2 separate regions of the Anser cygnoides genome follow, and region 1 is linked to region 2. A link is a contact called in public Hi-C data. All regions are on one chromosome and are shown on one strand. Each heading gives the region's core, a stretch centred on a gene start, on an enhancer-like site or on the middle of the called end of the contact. The rest is flanking DNA. Distances are from core to core; before and after follow the strand shown. Region 1 holds the start of CORO7 (coronin 7). Region 2 overlaps ADCY9 (adenylate cyclase 9).

Region 1 (3,530 bases), core at 1,001-3,500, 170 kb before region 2:
ACAGCCTGCTGCCCCGCTCCAGCTTTGCAGCTTCACACACCCAGGAAACGCGCGCATCTCGTTACCTCCTGCGGCTGGTCGAAGACGTTCTGGAAATCGCCGAAAGGGGACCCCGAAAATTCGCCAAAGATTTTCCTGAAAAGCTCCTCCGGATCAATCGATGGACCGCTGCTCCAGTACTGGCGCCCAGCACCGGCACCGGCACCCGTTGCGCCAGGATCAAAACTAGCTGTCCCATACGCGTCGTACTGCTTCCGCTTCACTTCGTCGCTTAATACCTTGGAGGCAAAGAACGATGCCATCAGGACACCGACCAGGCCCCGAGCAGCCTGGCTGTCCTGGGCAGCCCCCCCAGCGGAACTCAGGGCTGTCTGTCACCAGACGGTGCTCGCTCAGACCTTCATGTCCTCAGGAAGCGCGTCCCAGCCTTCACGATCATACAAATTATCGAAAAGCTTGTCATTAGCAAGACGACAAGGTCTTACTGGTTCATAACAAGCAGGAAGAACTTATGTTGTATATTTCATTGCTTGTATGTTGAATGAAAGTTGGTGGTACGAGTGCTGGAGGAAATCTGAAACCTGCCAGAGTGCAAGCCAGCACAACACAAGGTGGAGAGCAGAAACGGAGCTGAAGCACAGTGGAACGTACCTTTGTCTCAGAAAGCTGGTAACTGCTGACAGGTTTGTTTGTTTGTTTATTTCACCTACGCGCGAACTCCACCGCAGAAACCACCTTTCCCAACTGTGCCAGTCCCTCATTGCTAAGAGCCAAAAATGCAAAGAGCCCAAAATACGATCAGGTAAAACAGAAATCTGCGCTAAATAACTCGCTGTAGACACCTCTAGGGCAGCTGCACTCACACCTGAAGCACAAGACGTCAAAAAACAGCTGTGCTTTTACAACAAACACAAGAAGACGCAGTATTTCCACTCCGTCTACTCCAAGAGTTGTTCCCACCTCTCTTCCCTCTCACGGCAATAAAACCCCATGCGTTACCTCGTAGGCTTCTGCCAGCTGCGCGAACTTCTCCTTAGCTTTGGGGTCGTCCTTATTTGTGTCGGGATGGTATTTCTTCGCCAGCTAAACGAGAAAAAACCCAAGCGTTAGAGACAGACGAGACCAATCTCGCAGGCGGCAGGCGAAGCTCGGTGCCTGCGCCCTGGGGGACGGAGCCCCTCGGGGGGGCGCCCCGGGGGGGCGGCGGGGCCGTGCCTGGTAGTAGGCCTTCTTGATCTCCTTCTGGCTGGCGGAGCGCGGCACCCCCAGCACCTGGTAGTAGTCCTCCTTGGCGCGGGCCGCCGCGCTGCTGTGGAAGGAGGCGGCCGGGACGCGGCTCGGCCCTGCGGGAGGAGGAGAGGGGCGGTGAGGGGGCGGTGAGGGGGCGGTGAGAGGGCGCCGGGCGGGCACCGGGCGCCCCTCAGCCCCCGAGCCCCCCTCGGGCCCCGCCGCCGCCGCCCAGCCCCGCTCCCCGCTCACCCGCGGCCCACGGCCCGGCGCACAGCAGCGAGGGGCGGCGTGCGGCGGGTCCCGGCGCGGGGCCGAGCCCGCGGAGCAGCCACACGAGCGGCAGCCGCAGCGCCCCCCGGCCCCGGCCCCGGCCCGGCCCCGGCCCCGCCGCGCAGCCCCGCGCGGCACCGGCGGCGGCCCCCAGCCAGCGCGCGGCGCTCCCGGCCGCCATCTTGGCCCGCGCGCGGCGCTGCGCATGCGTCACGGCGGCGGGGGGGGGGGGGAAGCGCGGTGCCGCGCGTGCGCAGTGGCGGGGGGGCGGTGAGGGGCGGGGGGTTCGCGCTGCGGGGCTCGGGACCGCCCTCCCGGGCACCCCGGGGCCGTGGTCGGTCTCTTACCGCCCGGGCGGGGCGCGGGCAGCGGGCTGAGGCGCAGGTTCCTCTCGCGGAGGTGGCCGCGCTCCCGCAGAGCCCGCGGTGAGGGCAGGAGCTGTTCCCGATTCCTGCCCAGCGCCCATCTCCCGCCTCCGTCACCGGGGCCGCTGCCGCCGAGCCCCGTCAGCGGGGAGCGCAGCACACACACACACAGCTGCCCACAGCCCTAGCGAGACACCGGGGCGGCAGGGCCCGTCCCGGGGCTCGCCGCGCCCCGCGGGCCGGGTGCCGGTACGCAGCACCCGGACCGCGGGCGGCGGAGCCTCGGCGGGCCTCGAACCCGCGGCCCTTGGAGCTGCCTCGGGGGGAGGGGGGGGGCGCCGCGCCCGGCCCGGCTCGGGGGCGTGGTCAGCGCGGAGGGGGCGGGGCTAGGGCGGGGCCGGCGGCTCGGCCCGGCTCGGCTCGGCTCGGTTCGGCTCGGGCGTCCCGGTTCGGCCCGGCTCGGCTCGGCCCGGCTTGAGGGTCCCGGCCCGGCTTGAGGGTCCCGGCCCGGCCCGGCCCTGCTCGGCTCGGCTCGGCTCAGTTCGGTCCGGTCCGGCCCGGCTCGGCTCGGCTCGGGATTCCCGGCCCGGCCCGGCCCGGCGCACCATGAACCGCTTCAAGGCGTCCAAGCTGCGGCACACCGAGGCCCGGCTGCCCCGCAGGGAGGTGAGCGCGGGGGGCTCGGGGCGAGCCGGGGCTCCCCGGGCGGGGCCGGGCGCGGCGCGGTGCGGCGGGGCCGTGCTGGGGCGGGCGGCACCGGCCCGGCACCCGCGGGGCTCCCGGTGCCCCGCGCCCTCCGTCCCCGACCCCTCCAGCTCAGGGATGCCGCCTGGGTTGTGCTGGGCCAGGCGGGGGCTGAGCCTTCCCGGGGCGCGCAGCCCTTGCGGGGGCTCCCCGAGGCCGCTCTGGTTCCCGGGGGCGGCACCCGGGTGTGGGGTGCGGCGCCCTTCGGCGTGGGCTGTGGGGCCAGCAGCGGGTTGGGTGATGCTGCGAGAAATCTTGGGGTCTCGCTGCCTTTGGAAAAGGTTTGGGCCCCCCAGGGGCACGGATGCGTTCATCTCCCAGCCCGTGGGCTTCAGCGCGCTCCTTCCCTTTACCTTCCTGTCCGAGCTGCCCTTGCACAAGCCTGGCCCGTCCTGCACCCACACCCCTGCAGGCCTGCCAGCACCCGGCGTGTCCCTCTGGGGTTAATGCAGGGTCGGAAGGGATGTGGCTGCCCCCGCGCGTGTGCCCAGCCGGCCCGGAGAGCACGTGCGGGTGCCGGGACTGTCACAGCCCCGCGGCAAAGGTCCCAGGGGCTCGCAGGCAGGGGCGTCCCCGCACCCTGCTGGGAGAGCTCTGTGGGACGTCAAGGGCCCAGCGTGCAGGGAGACATCTGCTCGGCCTCGGCAGCCTGTGTGGGACGGGGCCTCCCTTAAGGCATTCCCCATCCGGGCATGAAGCGTGCCCCAGGGAGCCAGGCCTCGTGCCCCAGCCCCGTGGGCAGGACTCGTCCCCACGCGTCTCGGGAAGCGCCTCGCGTCCCTGAGCGTGGCCGCTTGTTTACCGAGGCGAAGGCAGACGCTTGACCTGGCCGGATCAGGAAGCACGGCACAGACACGAGGATCGCATCTGGGTCGCTTCTCCCCCCCGGCAGCCTCCGAAGGGCTCTGCTGGCGGAGACGC
Region 2 (3,439 bases), core at 710-3,209:
CATGCTTCTAAGTTCTACATCTACACATTCCTTGAAAACCTCCAGGGATGGTGACTTCCCTGGGCAGCCTATTCCAATGCCACACAACCCTTTCAGTAAAGAAATTTCTCCTGATATCCAACCTAAACCTTCCCTGGTGCAACTTGAGGCCATTTCCCCTCATCTTACTACTTGGTGCTTGGGAGAAGAGCCTGATTCCCACCTCTATATAGCCTCCTTTAAGGTAATTCTAAGAACTAAGGTAGTTCTAAATATATTGGCATATTTTGGGGGTACTTTTTTTTTTTTTAGGATTTGATGTCTGTTTGGGGTTTTGGGTTGTTTGGTATTTTTATGTGGAATTTATGGTACATATTTACTTACGGTAAGATACATTTTTGGGCCACTCCAGTCTCCACAGCCTGAGGCACACACTCATGTACAAGTGTAACAACCTTCCACTTCCCCATCTGTGCTATTGAAATATGATCATTCTGTAAGTGTTCCTTAGTTGGCTGCATTAAATTCAAAATGTTTTAAATTGTGCACTGCATTGCATATTCCCAGAGGATGAGTTTACAGGCAGCTCTGTTTTCACTGCTGAAACATGGAGCCTGTTGGCATCAAGAGGACAGACGTACTGTTGTGCCCTTATTCCATCTCACTTCCTTTGATCAGAAAGAACAAAATCATCCTTTTCCTCTTTAAATTGTCTTCAAAGCGAGGACTGCTCACTCTGACTGCTCATTATACGCAGAAAAGTGCAGAGCTTCCTGTGCAGAAATGTCATCACAAGTGACAATCACAGAATACCACAGAGATATCATAAGGGAGGGGATTGGCCTACAATGCTGGGCACAATCCTAGAATTTCAGGAGAGGGATTATTTTGGGACCAAAAAATTCTTGCCTAAGTTTCTCATTGTATTTTCATTATCATGATGCGAAACACCCTGTATTTAAATCAGTCTGACTTTTAATTGAATCCAGTGCTCAGACTAGGAAGTACTCGCTGTAGCTCTTGTGGCTAAGGGCTCGAGTCCAGCTGCAGTAGTGGGAGAGGAAAGCACTCGCTGCCTGCACAATGAGAAACGAGGTAAAACTGAAGTTAGAGCAGAAGTCCTTATGGAGCAAGGCTTGCAGGAGAAGGATGTTTTGATTTCTCAGAAGTGTCTGATAATAAATTATTGGAGTATCTGTAGATGAGGATCCCACTGTTATCACAAGTGACACTCTAGAATTAATTGTTTAAAGCTGCATGCAAAAAGTGGTGCTTAATTTGTCAGCATGTGGAGTATGTCATCTCCAGTTCTGTAAATGTAGTGCAAAGAATGTCCTTCTGCCCACTTGAAATATGACTACTTTGACTTTCATGAGTTCAGTTGGAGTGTAAGAGGTCTTAAAGTTCTGGTATTTTATAAAAATATCTTGGGAAATGTCACTGAGCATACGACGGTGTGTGCAGTTTTACTCGGGATTCTTAGGGGTGCTTCTGCAGGAATACAGGTAAAAGAGATCTGCCCACTATTTTAGGTGCGAATACAAGTTTTTTGTTGACTAGAAGCTTTTTGCATCCAGTTCTTTTTCTCAATTAAAACTTGTTATAAATAAGATGTTTAAAACATGCATTGCTTTCAATAACACCCTTCAGTGAAGATCTCTCAGTGAGGAGATGAATCCAGTGTAGTGGATATTTCAATCCTGTTCTAAAGAGTGAGAGGTGGGAGCGCCTGGTAAGTTGATTCATCAGTATAGAAGTACCTTAACAGAGAGAAAAAAAATCTTCTGGGTGAAGAAAAAAAGCAAATACAGTCAAAGCAGGAGAATGGAAACCTGCTGTACTCTGATGAAATAAAACTGCCCTTTGCCCACTACTTCACCTTCTCAAGGCTTGCCAAAGTAATATCCAAAGTCTGTCTGCTGTTGAAACCCTGTAGCCGACCGATTGGATCTTCTTAAATTCCTCATAGCCAAGAACAAAAATTGCTTTGTGCAACTAGAGCTTAATGAACTGGTTTTGTTAACAACCTGACTTACGTAGAGTATAGATGCAAGGGCAAACTGTATTCTGTTTTGCCTTTATTTATTTCTAACATCTGTGACTTTGGTATTTAATATCCCACCAATTCACTGCTGTGCCAAAAGCTTTTGATTTGAAATATGGGAATTGATTTTAAACTGCCAGTAAATACAGAAATGACGGTAATGTTCTCCATTAGCCATTAATCATTTATGTCAAAGTTACTAATTTGAACTGCAGCTTGTGTAAACATCTTAGATGCTTCAGCATTTAAGCCCTGTTGAGCTACCCACTGACACTGCATTATTTACCGGTAGTGCCCTGTAGCCATTAAATGTCTGCAGCTCTCCTGCTGCCTGGATTTAATGCAGTGCTTGCTTCCTGTGATGGGAGAGCTGTGCTGCCTTCACAGGCTTCGTCTGTTTTGTGAAAGATGAGGTTTCACTTGTTTTAATTCCGGAGTGTAGAGCATTGCAATTGATTCTGGACTGGAAAAAAAAAATCAATGCAAGAAGGTAAACATTACCACTGAGAAATGTGGAGTTGTCCTGGAATTTGTGCTTGCTTTTTCAAACACGCAGCTGCCTAAATAAAGAAGTGTCCTCATCCCAGGATTAACAGATCAGGTTTGCTGATGGATTTGTTGCTATAGTTCCCACAAGAATTTATCCTGGCATGAGGCTTGGCAAAAACCAAGCTTTCTGCTCCGTGAAGTGCCCGCGTGGGCTGGGGTGCGAGACACAAGCGGCGCCGGGTGCCCATCCCCAGGGCTGGGGTCTGCGCCCGCAGCGGGGTCCAGGTGTGGCGTGGGCAGGGGGTGCCTTGCTCCACGCGGGAGTGATGGGTGCTGCCCACGGTGCTCTGCCAGAGCCGGTGCTGTTTCCTTCTCACCGTTTAGCCATGTAAAAGCTGATCCCAGTTCGAACGCTTTAGCAGGATCGACTTTATTTTTAGAGGCATGAACTTGGGTGGCATTTTCAGAAGGACTCGATACTGGAGCAGCTTGGCTGCCACTAGAGCCCAGAGCATGTTCTGCCATGGATGATAGAGGCTGTCAGGACAGTATATAACACTTTAGAAAAACCAGTAATTACTCTACAGGGCTTTTGAATTTATTTTGCTTTTTATGCAGTTGTATTTCCGTGCTTTGTTGCAAATTCTCTTTTATGATGTAATATAGCTATGCTTTTTGGCTTAAATGGGAGTCCATTAACTAGGCACTGAGAAATCTGAGAGCACCCTCTCGTGGGGTGCTGGTGTATTACAGCGTTTTCCATCCTATTACCCTAATTTTCTCTTTTTCTCTTTGCATTTAAGTATAATTCCGATATTTTAATTTATTAAATGAGAGAATAAAAGCTCTTGAATAATGCTAGAGGTTGCAAAATTAATGAGGCCTAGACCTGAGAATTAAAGTAACACCCAAAAGCAAGACATATTT

The links. Hi-C and Micro-C count contacts between places; a contact is called where the count stands out from the background.
Region 1: a contact with region 2 is called in a Hi-C map of liver, with 2.5 times the contacts expected there. The contact joins the promoter of CORO7 here to the enhancer-like site in region 2. A contact is called at or near these places in 3 of 7 Hi-C or Micro-C datasets (all in liver).

Annotation. Positions count from the first base shown.
Region 1 is chr15:12,062,018-12,065,547 of Taihu_goose_T2T_genome, reverse strand. It overlaps CORO7 (coronin 7), which reads left to right and starts at 2,250. Exons shown (of 28, transcript XM_066977532.1): 1 at 2,250-2,531. The coding sequence starts at 2,472. It overlaps DNAJA3 (DnaJ heat shock protein family (Hsp40) member A3), which reads right to left and starts at 1,696. Exons shown (of 11, transcript XM_066977539.1): 1 at 1,480-1,696; 2 at 1,216-1,343; 3 at 1,000-1,083; 4 at 66-278. The coding sequence starts at 1,681.
Region 2 is chr15:11,894,676-11,898,114 of Taihu_goose_T2T_genome, reverse strand. All of the region lies in intron 6 of ADCY9 (adenylate cyclase 9), which reads left to right. Among named protein-coding and RNA genes, the nearest start is that of CREBBP, 48 kb to the right of the region's middle. Within about 2 kb of position 1,959, at least 1 of the 3 cell types and tissues checked has open chromatin away from gene starts, as enhancers often do. A contact at or near this core is called in liver, where this site is marked.